Linked DNA regions of Mus musculus: region 2 is linked to region 1. A link is a contact called in public promoter capture Hi-C data. All regions are on one chromosome and are shown on one strand. Each heading gives the region's core, a stretch centred on a gene start, on an enhancer-like site or on the middle of the called end of the contact. The rest is flanking DNA. Distances are from core to core; before and after follow the strand shown. Region 1 holds the start of Zfp109 (zinc finger protein 109). Region 2 holds the start of Zfp235 (zinc finger protein 235).

Region 1 (7,712 bases), core at 3,411-5,910:
CAGTCAACAGAGCTGGAAGGAGTTGGGGAGCTGCAGGGCGCTGTGACATCACAGGGATGCAGAGTTTGGGGTTTGCTCTCCTGGTTTCTGTTCTTGCTTAGGTTCAGTCTTTGCTCGCCGGGCTGCCTTTCCTCCCTGTATGATGGATTCTGCAATCTGCTTTTTGATCTTAGTTTTGATTGTACAGAAGGTTACAGTTAAGAGATTCCATGAGTCCAGAAGACACTTTAAACTCTGGACTTTTAAACAGGGTTGAGACTGTGATAGACTCTGGGGACTTTTGTGGTTGGACTGAACACATTTTGCATTCTGCTATGGCTACAAGCCTATGGGGGCCAGGGAGCGGAATGTGGTGGTGTGGATAGGTATGGCCTGCATACACTCATGTGTTTGAATGTTTGGTCCACAGGGATTGGAGAAGCTTGGCAGGGATCAGGAGGAGGAGGAAATGTGTCAGAGTGGGTGGGCTCTGGAGATTCAAATACTCAACCCAGGCTGACTGTCTCTCTCATCCTGCTGCCTGAAGATCTGAATGGACAACTTTCTGCTACCATGTTGGCCTGGATGCCGCTCTGCTCCCTACCACGATGACAGTGGACTACACCACAGAAACAGTAAACAAACCCCAATTAACTGCTTCTTTTCCGGAGTTCCTATGGTCATGGCATTGATTAGCATACACATACACATACACACACGCACACATGCACACACAAACACACTCCACTCACACTCACAAAGAAATGTTTCAAATTTTTAATTTAAAGCACCCATGGGAAGACCAGCAGTCTTAACTGACCTGGACCCCCAAGATCGCTCATACACTGAGTCACTAACCAGGCAGCATACAGCAGCTGATACGAGGCCCCTGACACATATAAGCAGAGGACTGCCTGGTCTGGCCTCAGTGAAAGAAGTTGCACCTAACCTTCGAGAGATTGAAGCCCCAGAAAGTGGAGAGACCTGGTGAGGTGGGGACATCCTCTTGGAGACAGAGGTCGGGGAAGGTATGGGATGTGGAGTGGTCAGGGGCAGACCAGGAGGGGTATGACGTCTTGACTATAAAAAAGAATTAAAGAATAAAAATAAATAAATTAAAAAACAATAAAGTGGAAGCTGGAGAGATGGTTCCGCAATTCAGAGCACTGGCTGCTCTTCCAGAGGACCCAGAGTAGGTTTGCTGCATGCACATGGTGGCTCACAACCATCTGTAAGTCCAGGTCCAGGGGATCTAATGCCCTCTTCTGGCCTCTGTGGGCATCATGAGTGAATGTGGCACAGACACACACGCAGACAAAACACTCACGTGTACATAAAATACAAAATAAGTAACCTAAAAGGGAAGCAGTGGCGTGCAACAGACACACGGGTGTGAACTCTGACATCACCAAGGACACAAGGCCCCGTCCTCACCCACTGCCAGGAGGTTCCTGAAGTTCTCCAGCATCACATCGTGGTACAGCTTCCTCTGAGCAGCGTCCAGCAGCCCCAGCTCCTCCTCGCTGAAGACCACGGCCACGTCCCTGAAGGTCACTGCCTCCTGTGACGGCAAGCACATGCCACCTCAGATCCATTCCCAATGCCACTAGGACCTGAGCAACTGCTTACACAGAGCCTGTTGTCTTAGTTATGGCTTCTATTGCTGGGACAAATCACCATGACCAAAAGGCAAGTTGGGCAGGGAAGTTTGCTAGGCTTACACGTCCATATTCCTGTTCACTATTGCAGAAAGTCAGGATGGGAACTCAAGGAGGGCAGGAACCTAGAGGCAGGTGATGCAGAGGCCATGAAGGGGTGCTGCTTACTGGATTGCTCATTAAGGCTTGCTCAGACTGCTTTCTGGTATAAACCAGGACCTTCAGCCCAGGATGGCACCAGCCACGGTGGGCTGGGCCCTCCCACATCACTCACTAATTAAAAAAAATGCCCTGCACCTGGATCCTATGGAGGCATTTCCTCCTCAACTGAGGCTCCTCCCTCCCTTCTGACTCTAGCTGGTGTCAAGTTGACACACATCACCAGGCAGTACACCTATTCAACCCTTTCCATGGCTAAAGAGGGGATGTGGGACAAAAACGAGAAAACACTGTGGAAGGAACTTGGCGTCATTACTGCAGCTTCGTCACTAGGTCCATCGCTACTAAATGGGAAGTCATGGATTGCAGAGTTAGGGCGCACCAAGCCCTGTGGGGAGTAACGTGCTGACTTACACTGAGACAATGTAATGGAGCTGGCAATGCCCGGCTCCTCCTGGGCAGTACAGCGTGGGTTTACCTTCATCCAAAGCGCTCTGAAACCCATTTCATGAGTGATGACATCACTTAGAATGCTTAGCGCTGAGCAAGATTATGAATTTCAGATTCAGAATCCTTTATTAGCAAAGTCTATGCAAATGTTCCCAAATCCAAAAGTTCTCCAATTTATGAAACGCTTGTGTGCCCAGGAGTATCTGGCAGACGGCACTCAAGTCTGAATCAATCATTAAGCCCTGAGCCCTGTCCATCTAACAGGCTGTACCGGCTGGTTTTGTGTCAATTTCATACAATCTAGAACTTGGCAACTTCTCAATGCCTCAGTTTGCCCATGTGTATAACAGTATCTCCATTCCACATATCCCTGAAGGGATTAAATGAGTCCACCGAGGGACCTTAGACACAATATGATATGCATTAAGCAGCCAATATATGTCCAACAAAACTAACATCATTGTCTGCATTATGCCAATCATGGCCACACAGTGTTCCATAAAGGTTACATTATACATTTATATAACATTATATGTGTATATAATGTTATATATGTTAAATGTTCTGTCCATATACACACAATATATATAGAAGCATTTTATTTATATATATAGTGTTCCACTGATATATACATAATAACTTTAAAACAAAAATTCAATTAAGTGAAAGTTTCAAGAAAACTATTTTTAATCACTTACCAAGGTACCCAAAAAAATTTTAAAGTGTCCAGTTTAGGCCAGAATACAGAGAATCAGGGATACCTGGTGACTACAAATTACGTGTGAAAATCACCACTGTTGTTAACAAAACAAGCGTCTAGTCCCTGGAGCTGAGGGTACTGTGTAGCTGGGGAGCTTGGCTGAACTCCATGTAAAATACCCGTGCATTTGTATTCATGCTGCAGTTTCCTGAATCATGGCTCCTGGGTGCTCAGCGGTGTCTAATAAATGCGCTGAGTTTCAGGGCTGCTGGGGAGTCTCCATCAGAGCACACAGCTCATTCGATCCCAGCTTGTCTGTACACATGTCTGTGTGTCTGTCCTTTCTTCATTCCTTCATCATCTGAGTTGGGTCAACCACAGAAGCTGTGCGGAAGCCAGACGCTCCCTGGTTGTTCAGGATATGAATGCTCAGGAAGTCCAATGCAGGAAGTGAGGGTGAGCAGTTTTCTGTGTGCATGTGTGTATACATGTGTGCATGCATGTGAGTGTACATATGTACACAAGGGTACACATGTATGTACAGGCTACAGCCCAACCTCTGGTGTCCTTCCTCAGGTGCTGTCTAGGGTTTTTGTTTGTTTTGGGAACAGGGTCCTTCCGTGGCCTGGACCTTGTCAAATAGGCTATGGTGGCTGCAGAGCACTTGCTCAGCATGCAGGGGTCCTGTTTCCAATCCCTAGCACTGTGGGGATGGGGGAAGCAACCCGACTTACCTGTAACTTGGTCATTGTTCTCTTCTCTTTGAGACAAGGCAGGGCTCTGGGAAGCAAGCTGGGGGAGGAAGGGCTTCGTGAGAACACTGCTAGGACAGTTGTTCCACATGGCTTCCTCAGCTTCTCCATCAGCCCCAAGGGCTGTGCGCGCTGACCAGGCTTTTCTACTAAGCTCCCGGGTTACCAGACTCACCACATTCTCTGTTTCTGGAAGCTTCAGGAATACTGGGTACTCCTACCTTCACAAAGCCGCCTGTGGTGATGGGTTTTCTAGAAAAGCAATTCTTTAAGCTCTGAACTCTCTAATGAACGCTGTCAAAACTGACCGTCACTCTCAGACGGGCCTGTTAATTTGATGGCTATTTTACACATACTTGTTTCTATACACGGGAGTGAAATCCCTCCCCCTTCCCAGTCCTCTGTCTCTACCACTAAAAGGTTGACATTCTAGTGAAGGTCGCTCACCTGAAAAAGCCTCCAAAAAGTCTCCATTCCCGCGTGCATGAAATAAGGACCAACAAAAACCTGAACCCTTTCTTTAAAAGGGAGTTTTTGCCCCTGCGATATGGCTCAAGGAGTACATGTACTGTGGTGGAGCCTGGTCAGCTGAATTCGAGTCTCTGGACCCCACATGGTGGAGGAGTGACTCTACTCCCACTTTTTATAAGCTGTGGCACGCCCCACTCTTTAAGTAAATAAACAAATAAATAAATGCAAAAAAAAAAGTCACATCAAAACCAGAGTTGCGTACCACTTAAGGCTTTAGGACACTGGCCATCTGTCACCACAGCTCCTCTACCAGGCTCCCATGGGAAGCTAGACTCTCCCCGGGGCTCCAGGAGCAGCTGAGATGGGTCCAGGAATCCCTGGCAGCGCCACCTCAGGAAGAGCCCAGCTAGAGAGAACCGGTCGCCGCCGCAGCCACCACCACTGCCTGCTTCTCCCGGTCCACAGACTCTGTCCCCACGGGACACTCAGGGAACACGGCGGCACCTGAAGGGGCGCGGGACCCTCCACGTCTCCCCTCCCTGGCACACCCGGAGGTAACCATGCCTCCCGGAGCGGAAGCGACCTCGACCTACACAGGCGCCGGAACTACAGTTCCCAGAATGCGTCAGCAAAAGTGCCTGGCTTTGGAGCACATCTAGGACACCATCAGAAACCTTCCTTAGAAAGGTTACACCCATTTGAGGGATGGAGCCATCCTCACATCTCAACATTTTAAACCGTGAAATCTTTCTGTCCAAAGGAAAAACAGGGACAAAAAAATGGAGCAGAGACTGAAGGAAAGACCGCCCCACCTAGGGATCCATCCCACCTGCAGACACCAAATCCCCACAATATTTCTGATGATAAGAAGTACTTACTAATAGGAGCCTGGTTTGGCTGTTTCCTGAGAGGTTCTACCAACACCTGCAAATACAGCCAGCCGTCGAACTGGCCCCGGGGACCCCAATGGAAAAGCAAGGGGAAGGACTGAAGTAGCTGAAGGGGTTTGCAACCCCATAAGAAGAACAATATCAACTAACTGGACCACCCAGAGCTCCCAGGGACTAAACCACCAACCAAAGAGTACACATGGAGGGACCCATGGCTCTAGATACATATGTATTAGAGGATGGCCCCATCTGACATCAGTGGGAGAAGAGGGAGGCTTGATGCCCCAGAGTAGGGGATGTCAGAGGGGGAAGGCAGAGTGGGTGAATAGGTGGAGGAGCACCGTCATAGAGGCAAACAACACCCTCATGAACAACAACTATAGATACTGTTTTCTTTTCTTTTCTTTTTTTGTTTTTGTTTTGTTTTCTTTGTTGTTTTTGTTTTTTTTTTTTCCTAAACAGTTTCTCTGTGTAGCCCTGGCTGTCCTGGAACTCCCTGTGTAGACCAGCTATCCTCGAACTCATAGATCTGCCTGCCTCTGCCTCCCAAGTGTTGGAATTAAAGGGGTAGGCCACCATGACCAGCTGTGGATACTTTTTTAAAACATTGAAGTCCCATATTATACTGTATTATAAAAGCTAAAACTTACTTCACAACTATAAGAACTCGATTCCACAGCAAAGTCAGAGTCCCTACATAGAATCCCCCAGTGAGGGGCTGGAGGAATGACCTAGTGGTCAAACACAGAGTATCTGAGTCAACATTCTATTGCTGTGAAGAGACACCACCTAGGCACTTCTCTCTGCCTCCCTCTCTACTTACCCCACCTCCCCTATACCCTTTCTCCCTCTGTCTCTTTTTCAATAATTTATTGGTTTTTTAATTCACTTTACATCCCAATCACAGCCCCCTCCCTCCTCTCAGCACAATTCTACCCTTACAAATCCCTCCTCCCTCACTGCCCCCCTTTTGTATCACCCTGCCCTGGGATATCTAGTGCCAGCAGAACTAGGCACATCCTCGCCCACTGCAGCCCAACAAGACAGACAGGTAGTGGGAAGGTAATCCAATGGTAGGCAGCAGAGTCAGAGATAGCTCTCTCTCTACTTATTAGGGGACCCACATGAAGACCAAAGTGCACATTTATTACAAATGTGTAGGGGGGGTCTAGGTCCAGCTCGTGCATGCTCCCTGGTTGGTGATCCAGGTTCTGTGAGTCCCCATGGACCCAGGTTTGTTGACTTTGTAGGTTTTCTTGTGGTGTCGCTGACCCCCGGGGCTTGCTAACATCTATCTCTAACTCTTCCATAAGACTCCCTGAACATTGCCTGATGTTTGGCTATGAGTGTGCGCATCTGCCTCCATCTGATGCCGGATGAAGCCTCTGAGGAGACAGTTATGCTAAGTTCCTGTCTGCAAGCATAGCGGAGTATCATTAATAGTGTCAGGGGTTGGCTCTCTCCCATGGGATGGGTCTCAAGTTGGGTCAGTCATTGGTTGCCTGTTCCCCCAGACTCTACTCCGTCTTTATCCAAGTACGTCTCGTAGGCAAGACAGATTTTGGATTGAAGGCTTTGTGGGTGGACTGATGTCTGCCTCTCTCCTATGGAAGTCCTACCTCCCAGTACAGGAGGTGGCCACTTCAGCCTGGTTCTATCCCGTTCTGGTAGAAATCTCAGCTAGGGTCACCCCTATAGACTCCCCATATTTTTGCCATCCCAGGCTTCCAGCTAGTCACCAGAAATGCCACCCACCAATTTCCATTCTCACTCCTAGACCTTTCCCATCCCCATCTTCTCCCCATACCTGGTCACTATCCCTGTTCCCCTCTTCACCCCCTCTCCTACCCAGTTCCCTCTCTCCATCCACCTCTGATGACTATTTAGTTTCCCCTTCTGAGAGAGAGTCACACACCCTCCCGTGGAACCTCTTTATTACCCAGTGTCTTTGGGTCTGTAGATTATAACATGGTTATCCTGCACTTGGTTAATGTCCACTTATAAGTTAGTACATGGCACATGTGTCTTTCTGGCTCTGGGTTACCTCACTCAAGTTCCATCCATTTGGCTACAGAATTCATAATGCCTTTGTTTTTAATACCTGAACAGTATTCCAAAATTTCCTTATCTATTCTTCAACCAATATACAGCAAGCAAGTAGCCAGCATCAAATGAAAAATGGAGCGAAACTTAAAGCATTTCAAGTAAAATAAGAAACACGACAAGGTTGCCCTTTTATTCTCACTATCTATTCAATATAGTACTTGAAATTCTAGACCAAGCCATAAGACAAGAGATCAAGAGAATACAAATTGGAAAGGAAGAAGTCAAAGCACCACTATTTCCAAATGACATGATACATAAGCAACCCCAACTATTCTCCCAGAGAACTCCTACAGCTGATAAACACCTTCAGCAAAGTGACTGGATACAAAATTAACTAAAAAAAAAAAAAAATCAGTAACCCTCCTTTATACAAAGACTAAACAGGCTGAAAAAGAAACGAGGGAAACAAAACCCTTTACAATAGCCATAAATAATATGAAACATCTTGGTATAACTCTAACAAAGCAAGTGAAAGACCTGTATGAAAAGACCTTCAAGTCTCTGAGGAAAGAAACTGAGGAAGACCAAGACAACTCTTGAAATAGAG
Region 2 (7,712 bases), core at 2,045-4,544, 110 kb before region 1:
TTGCTTGAGAAGTGAGGACGATCTATTGCTAGGAGACAGCAGGCAAATAACTACAATGACAATTAGGAAAGACTGTGTTCTGGCATTATCAGGGAATTGTGTAGTCCAAGCTTGCCTCAAACTTGCTGTATGAGATTAGCCATGACTAATCATTGTATTCAAGGTTCTAGGAAAAGACTGGGCAGTTGTGGTATAAGTCTTTAGTCCCAGCACTCAGGAGGCAGAGGGAGGTGGATCTCTATGAATTCCAGGCCAGCCTGGTCTACAGAGTGAGTTCTAGGACAGCCAGGGCCATACAGAGAAACCCCACCTCAGTTAAAAAAAAAATCTAAGTCTGACATGGTGGTATACATACAATTTGGAGGTTTAGGCAAGAAGATCATGAATTCCAGGCCAGCTTGGGCTTCAAAGTGAGACTCTGTCTCAACAACTACAAAAATTATGCTTAACATAGCTGAAAAATATTATCAGAGAACTTCACTATAGGTCAATAGGAATAACCCAACTAGTCCAGGAATGTAGGTGCATGCCTTCGATCCCAGCACTTGGAAGGTGGAACAAGAAGGTTTAGGAGTTCGGAGCTTTTCTCAACCACAGAGCAAGTTTGAGGCTAGCCTGGTCTACCTGAGTTTTAATTTAAAATTTTAATTTCAGATGCACAGCTGTCACTGACCATGCCACAACTTTTGTGGTGGGCTAGCTCACTGCAAGCCATGTGTGAATTTTGTATCTTTGTAATTTCATTATACTTTCAGAGGTTATTTTGCTGACTTTGTGTGATGCCAGCAAGCTGTATTATATATATGTATATATACACTCATACATGTTTCTATGGAGAGTTACATGTCACCTGTCCTTAGAAACCCCCACACAAACAACTCACAGGCTCCTTGCTACTGAGGAAAACTTGAGATCAGGGATGACTGGACTCATTAAATTTGATGTTTATTGGACACATTTCCAAATGGAGGAGAGAACTTCCAGTTCTGGTTTGGTTTCTGTTACTGTGATAATCACTGAACAAAACCATCTTGGGCTGGACCTGCCAATCATAGTCAATCTCTGAAGGAAGCCTGAGTAGGAACCATGGGGGAACACTGCCAACAGGCTTGCTGCTGTCCATGGATTGCTAGGTGTTTGTTTGTTTGTTTGTTTGTTTGTTTGTTTGTTGAGATAGAGCTCTGGCTGTCCTGGAATTCACTGTGTAAACCAGTCTGGGCTCAAATTCACAGATTCCTCCATCCTCTGCCTCCCGAGTGCTGGGATCAAAAGCCAGTCCTGACTGCTCAGCTTGCCTTTTTATATACCTGCGGACCATTTGCCCAGGGCTGGCACCGTTTACAGTGAGTTGGGCCCCTCCCACATCAACCACTAATAATGAAAATGCTTCATAAACTTGCATACAGCCCAGTCTCATGGAGGCATCTCCTCAGCTGAGGCTCCCTCTTCCCTGCAAGTTGACAAATCACAGGTAACTTTAGCCCAAGGGGATCTGGCATCCACTTGTAGCCCACAAGGGCACCTGTACCCACAGACACAGACAGATAGACAGACAGACAGACACACACACACACACTGAACCTGTTTAAGAAGGATTGAATGGGTGTATAACAGTGGAGTAAACACAGTCCATACTCTTGTCTCTGACACAGTATTCTAGACTTAGGTCAATAACCTGAGCTACAAGCTAGAGCAGATCCTGAGACTCCATGGTAAATGGACATGGTTTTGTTATGTTTTAGGGAGGGAGATGGAACAAGAGAGTAGCACTGAGTTGAACTGTCCTCCAAGCAAGAAGCTGACATGTGGCTGCAGCATGGTTGGCTCAGAAGTGGATTGTCAACTCGCTGAGACAAAGTAAGCCGTCTTCCTGTAATATGTCATTTACTTTATTTATGTATTTATTTATTAATTTGTGTTTGCATGCCTCTGTGTGTGTGTGTGTGTGTGTGTGTGTGTGTGAGTGTGTGTGTGTGTACACCAGTGTGCTGCAGCACCTGTGGTAGAGGCAGATGTAAATTACAGAAAGTCAGCTCTCTCCTTCCACTGTGTGTGTTTCAAGGATTGAACTCAGGTCCCCGGGCCTGTACCTGCCAAGGCATTTGCAGGCCACGGGCAGGGTCTCTTGTTTCTGCCACACTAAGAGGTCAGGCTAGCTGGTATGGAGTCTTCTTGCCGGCTTCAATATGGCACTTTGCTTTTATTGTGAGAATCAATAAATGGTTTTCTTTTTTTGTTGTATCTGTAGGTTGTATGGGTGGTGAATATCCAAGGACACAGCATTGGCTATGAGTTAAATCCAGTGTTTCTCAAACCTAGCTTCTGGTGCACTCAAGAAAACAGCTTTTCCAGTTTTACTTACCCTTTGCTTCCAATTAGTGTGTGTGTGTGTGTGTGTGTGTGTGTGTGTGTGTGTGTGTGTGTGCATGTTTGGAAGAAGAAGAGTAATTATGGCACAAATACAGGAGTCACATACGTCAGGTGTCAGTACTACCACTGAGCCAGGCTCCCAGCCCTTCACTGGGGGATTCTAGGCAGGTTGTGGTTTGACTGAGAATGCCCCCATAGCTCATATATTTGAATGCTTAGTCTTCAGGGAGTGGAACTCCTTGAAAGGATTTAAAAGGTGAGCAGGCGTGGCCTTCTTGGAAAAAGTCTATCACTGGGTATGAGCATCAAGATTTTAAAAGCACATGTGAGTCCATTTCTCTTTCTCTGCCTCTCTGCATATGGATCAGGATCTAAGTCTCAGCTACTTCTTCAGCATCATGCCTGCCTGCTGCCATGTTCCTGCTCTGATAAAGGACTAAACCTCTGAAAGTGTAAGCCAGCCCCCAGTTAAATGCTTCCTTTGGTAAGAGTTGCTTGGACTTGTGGTATCTCTTCAAAGCAATAGAACAGTGACCAAGACAGGAGTTGGTACCAGGGACTGGAGTATTGCTGTGACAAGCCTGACCATGCTGTTTGTTGAAGGAATATGGAAGACTTTAGGACTTTCCACTACAAAATTATTAAGTGCTTTTTGATTAGTAGAGCTTAGTGGGTCATCCTAGGAGGAGAATGCAAGACAAGGGCAATTTGAGCTGGGGGTGGGGGGCAGCTCAAGAAGTTTCAGAGGCAAACAGTACATGGCCTAAACCATTCTAGTCATATACTGAGGAAAAAAAGTGGGTGATTTTTGTCCTCATCCTAAAAATCTGCCTGAAGCTAAGTTGATGAGTTTTGTATTACTGGCATAAGCAGGGGAGATTTCCAGACAGCCTTGTGTTGACTGTGTCTTGTGGTTATTAGCAGTCGCTCTCATGGAGATCCAGCATGAGGAGGAGCAAGCCAGACAGAAAGAACTATGCAGTGTGGAGTGTGAGGAGAAAAGAAGCACCGTGAAGGCTTAAGGAAAAGCCTGATTCTGAATGCTATAAAGGGAGTGCTGACCTCAGGGCAACACCCCACCCAGCGAAGCCTCCAGCCTGTGAGAAGGAAGAGGAAAAGCTTCAGCATGAGGGAGGCCATCAGTTCCAGCTTCAGCATGAGGGAGGCCATCAGTTCCAGCTTCAGCATGAGGGAGGCCATCAGTACAGCTTCAGCATGAGGGAGGCCATCAGTTCCAGCTTCAGCACGAGGAAGGCCATCAGTTCCAGAAAGATAGTGGACATAGAATCGGATGGGGCCAAGGTCCAGACCATCGAGCAGCAGAACATGCCAGCTTTGGCCACTTGGTTCTGGCTTTAGAGTCAAGGATACAAGAAACACTTGGTTCTGGCTTTAGAGTCAAGGATACAAGAAAAGGGTTCTTGAGCCTCCCTTAGTAATGAAGGAAATGCCCTGAAGGCAGTTGTAGTATAGGAGAGTTCCTGCATAGTGGCCAAGAGAGGGCATTGAGTGAAGCTGTGAACCTGGATTATGTCGGAGACCACAAGATGTTGAAGATGCCAGAACTATGGGATCCCAGCTGCAGAGAGCTGCAGACTGAGGTGAAACCAGCCTGAGAGAGACAAGTGTGTTACAGCCAACATAGCCGAAAGAGTAAAGCATCTGAAGAGTGCTTTGACATCAGCATGGAGATGCAGAGTTTGGCCTCCACCTTTGGTTTTTAGTCTTGCTATGGTCCAGTGTTTCCTCACTATACTGCCTTCCCATTAAGAAATGGTAAAGTATATTTTATGCCATAACACATTGGATTATGTGGTCTGCTTTTTGATTTTGATTTTACAGGGAATTACAATGAAGAGATTGTCATGAGTATCATAAAAGTTTGACATTTAGATTTTTAAAAAATATTGGGATTGCAATAGATGGTGGGGACTTTTGAAGTTGGGCTGAACGCATTTGGCATTATGATATGGGCAAAGGCTTATCGAGACAGGTAGCAGAGTGTGATGGTTTGACTAACAGTGGCCCCCATACATCTATGTATTTGAATGATTGGAAATAGCAGGGAGCCATGCTTTCTGCCATGTTAATGGACTAAGCCTCTGAAACAAGCTTTGATCATGGTGTCTCTTCATAGCAGTAGAATAGTGACCCAGACACCCTGTGCTCTACCATCACTCCCACAGCCTGTGACTGGAGGATTCTATTCAGGGACTCTGCCTCTGCTGCTGAATCAGGCTCCTATAGCTGAGCAGTTGAAGTTTTAGCTTTTATAATATAATATAAAATGAGACTTCAGTGTTCTTAAAAAGGACCCACAGCTGGGCATGGTGGTGCTTACCTCTTATCCCAGCACCCGGGAGCGAGAGACAAAGGGATCTCTCAGTTTGAGGCCAGCCTGATCTACAAACAGAATTCCAGGAGATCCAGGGCTACGCAGAGAAACTGCCTCGGGGAAAAAACAAAACAAAACAAAACAGAACAGAAATAAAAAAGTATCCATAGATGTCTTACATGGCATTTCAAAAATAAAGAAACCGAAAAGCACCCCCGGTGAGCGAGCTCCCAAAAAGCGATTTCTAAGGCTCACATGCCAGTTAAAAGAGCTTGGAACATATGGAGGCTTTAGTAGTCTGGGGAATGTAGTCCCGGAAAAAGCACAGAGCTAGGCGCTTCCGCTGACGCATTCTGGGAATTGTAGTTCCAGCGCCAGTGACGGCTGAGGTGACTTCCGCTGCCGCAAGGCCAGGCTCCCTGGCAGTACTTCTGATGAGGTGACATCCTGCAGCGTTCCGCGACCCTTCTGTGTGCTGGTGTTTCGGTGTGTCTTCTCGGGGACCGAGTCTGCATCTCCGGGGAGAAGAGGGGCACCGCTGGCGTCGGCCGGTCCTCTCTAGCTGGGCTCTGCTTGAGACGGCGCTGCCCAGGATTCCTGGACCCGTCTCAGCTGCTTGTGGAGCCCTGGAGAGAGTCTAGCTTCCCACGGGAGTCTGTCAGAGGAACGGTGATGGCAGATAGCAGTGTCCTAAAGCCTTAAGTGGTATGCAACTCTGGTTTTGATGTGCTCTTTTTGCATATATTTCATTGTTTATTTACTTAAAGAGTGGGACGTTCCATAGCTGATAAAAGGAATAGGTCAGAAAACTACCTGTGGGAGTAGGGTCACTCCTTCCACCACGTGGGCTTCAGAGTCTTGAACTCAGGTGGTCAGCCTCAGCAGCAGTCGCTCATACCCTTTGAGCCATATCGCAAGGCCAAACTCCCCTTTCCTTAGAGAGGGTTTAGCTTTTTATTGGTGATTATCTTCATGTATGTGGGAAAAGAAACTTGGTGGGGGCTCTTGCAGATGAGCAACGTTTACTAGAATTTAAAATTTTTAGAAGGAGAGAATATGGGGGTGGGGATTTCACTACTGTGTAAGGAAATAGTTATATGTAAGATAGCTGTCACATTAACAGACCCTTAGATAGTGGTGGTCAGTTATGACACAGCGTTCATCAGAGAGCTCGAGACTTCTTAAACATTTGTTTTTATGGAAAGCCCATCACTACAGGCAGCATTGTGAAGGTGCGAGTACACGGCATCCCTGAAGCTGCCAGAAATAGAGAATTGTGGGCTTGTCTAACCCTTTGCTGTGAGTGAAGTGAGGCACGCATGACCTGGTAACCTGGAGCCTTACACTACTGATTAGCAGGAAGCAGGTAGAAAAGCCTGGTCAACCTGCACAGCCCTTGGGGCTGATGGAGAAGCTGAGGAAGCCATGTGGACCAACTGTCCTAGCAGTGTTCTCACGAAGCCCCTCTTCCCCAGCTTGCTTCCCAGAGCCCTGCCTTGTCTCAAAGAGAAGAGAACAATGACCAAGTTACAGGTAAGTTGGGTTGCTTCCCCCATCCCCACAGTGCTAGGGATTGGAAACATGATCCCTGCATGCTGGGCAAGTGCTCTACACAGAGCCTCTCTGAACTGCATGAAGGAAGAGGGGAAGTTGCTGAGAAGAAAGGTCTGGAAGGAGGAGGGATAAGAGAGGACAGTGGGACATGTGCTCAAAGTGCACTGCACTTGGGAAAGTGTACAAGGATGAGTAAAAAGAATTTGAAAAAGTGGGCTGGAGTGATGGCTCAGTAGTTAAGAGCACTAGCTCAGTTTGGTTCCCAGCACTCACACCTGATAGCTTACAACTGCCTGTAACTCCAATTATATGTAATTAGAGGATGTTCAACGCTCTCTTCTAGCCTCCCAGGGCACCTGCACACACACACATCTACACACAAACAGATGGTGTACACATACATTTTAAAATCCCTTTAGTTCATTTACATTTAAAAAAATGACATTTTCCACTATTTGCCTAATTTTATTGTACAATTCAGTATGAGGTCTCCATACTCATGTGGGTTATGAATTATATTTTTACTTTAAAATTTTGTATTACCATTATTGTGTGAGGGGGTTGGTTGTAAGCATGCCAAGGAGTGCATGTAGATCTCACAGGATACATTTTGGGAGTCCAGCTTTTTTTTTCCATCTTGCCAAAGCAGGTCTCCTGTTTCTGGGACTCTGGAGGCAAGAAGATTCCTGGTACTCACTGGCAGCCATCCTAGCCTATTTGGCAAGTTCCAGGCCAGTGAAAGGCCCTATTTCCGCCCCCCCCCCCAAAAAAAAAATGATGGCCTGCACCAAAGGCTGTCTTCTAGTTTCTAAATGCATGTGCACCCTCATGTACATAGGTACACTGACATGTATGCATACGTGTGCACACAGATCACTGGTCACCCTCATTTCCTGCATTTGAAATTCATATCCTGAATAACCAAGGAGCATCTGGCTACCACCATCTGCAAACCTTCTGGGGTTGACCTACCTTGGGCAATGAGGGCATCAAGAAAGAACAGATTTTACTAATGAAGTATTCTGAATCTAAAATTCATAATGTTGCACAACATAAAACATTTTAAATGATGTCATCATTCATGGACTGTCATTCAGAGCAGTTTGGATTTGTGACTGAAGATACACCTGAACTGTACTGCCCAGAAGGAGCAGGGCATTGTCAGCTCTTTCCAGTACAAAGTCAGTACATGACTCCCGACATGGGTTGGAATCCGTGACTTCCCATTTAACGGTGGCGGACCTACTGACCCAGCTGTGGAAATGGCACCAAGTTCCTTGTACCGTGTTTTCTCTTTGCCTCTATCCCCTCTGTAGCTATAGAAAGGGGTGAATAGGTATACTGGCTGGTGTTACGTGTCAAGTTGACACCAGCGAGAGTCATCAAAGAGCCTCAGTTGAGGTCCTGGGTTCTATAAGAAAACATGCTGAGCAAGCCAGTATATAGCACCACT

What was found. Promoter capture Hi-C pulls out the DNA fragments that hold promoters and counts their contacts.
Region 2: a promoter capture Hi-C map of liver shows a contact between it and region 1. The contact joins the promoter of Zfp235 here to the promoter of Zfp109 in region 1. A contact is called at or near these places in 7 of 39 promoter capture datasets (cranial neural crest, embryonic stem cells, frontonasal cranial neural crest and 3 more), 11 of 484 Hi-C or Micro-C datasets (the G1E-ER4 cell line, LSK cells, cerebral cortex and 6 more), 6 of 115 datasets of contacts at active chromatin or transcription factors (embryonic stem cells, neural progenitor cells and stem cell-derived neural progenitor cells) and 2 of 9 other capture datasets (adipose tissue and liver).

Annotation. Positions count from the first base shown.
Region 1 is chr7:24,232,938-24,240,649 of GRCm38.p6, forward strand. Zfp109 (zinc finger protein 109) reads right to left here and starts at 4,661. Exons shown (of 4, transcript NM_020262.3): 1 at 4,146-4,661; 2 at 3,681-3,738; 3 at 1,414-1,540. The coding sequence starts at 3,695.
Region 2 is chr7:24,129,078-24,136,789 of GRCm38.p6, forward strand. It overlaps Zfp235 (zinc finger protein 235), which reads left to right and starts at 3,295. Exons shown (of 5, transcript NM_019941.3): 1 at 3,295-4,146; 2 at 5,072-5,410; 3 at 6,181-6,238. The coding sequence starts at 6,224.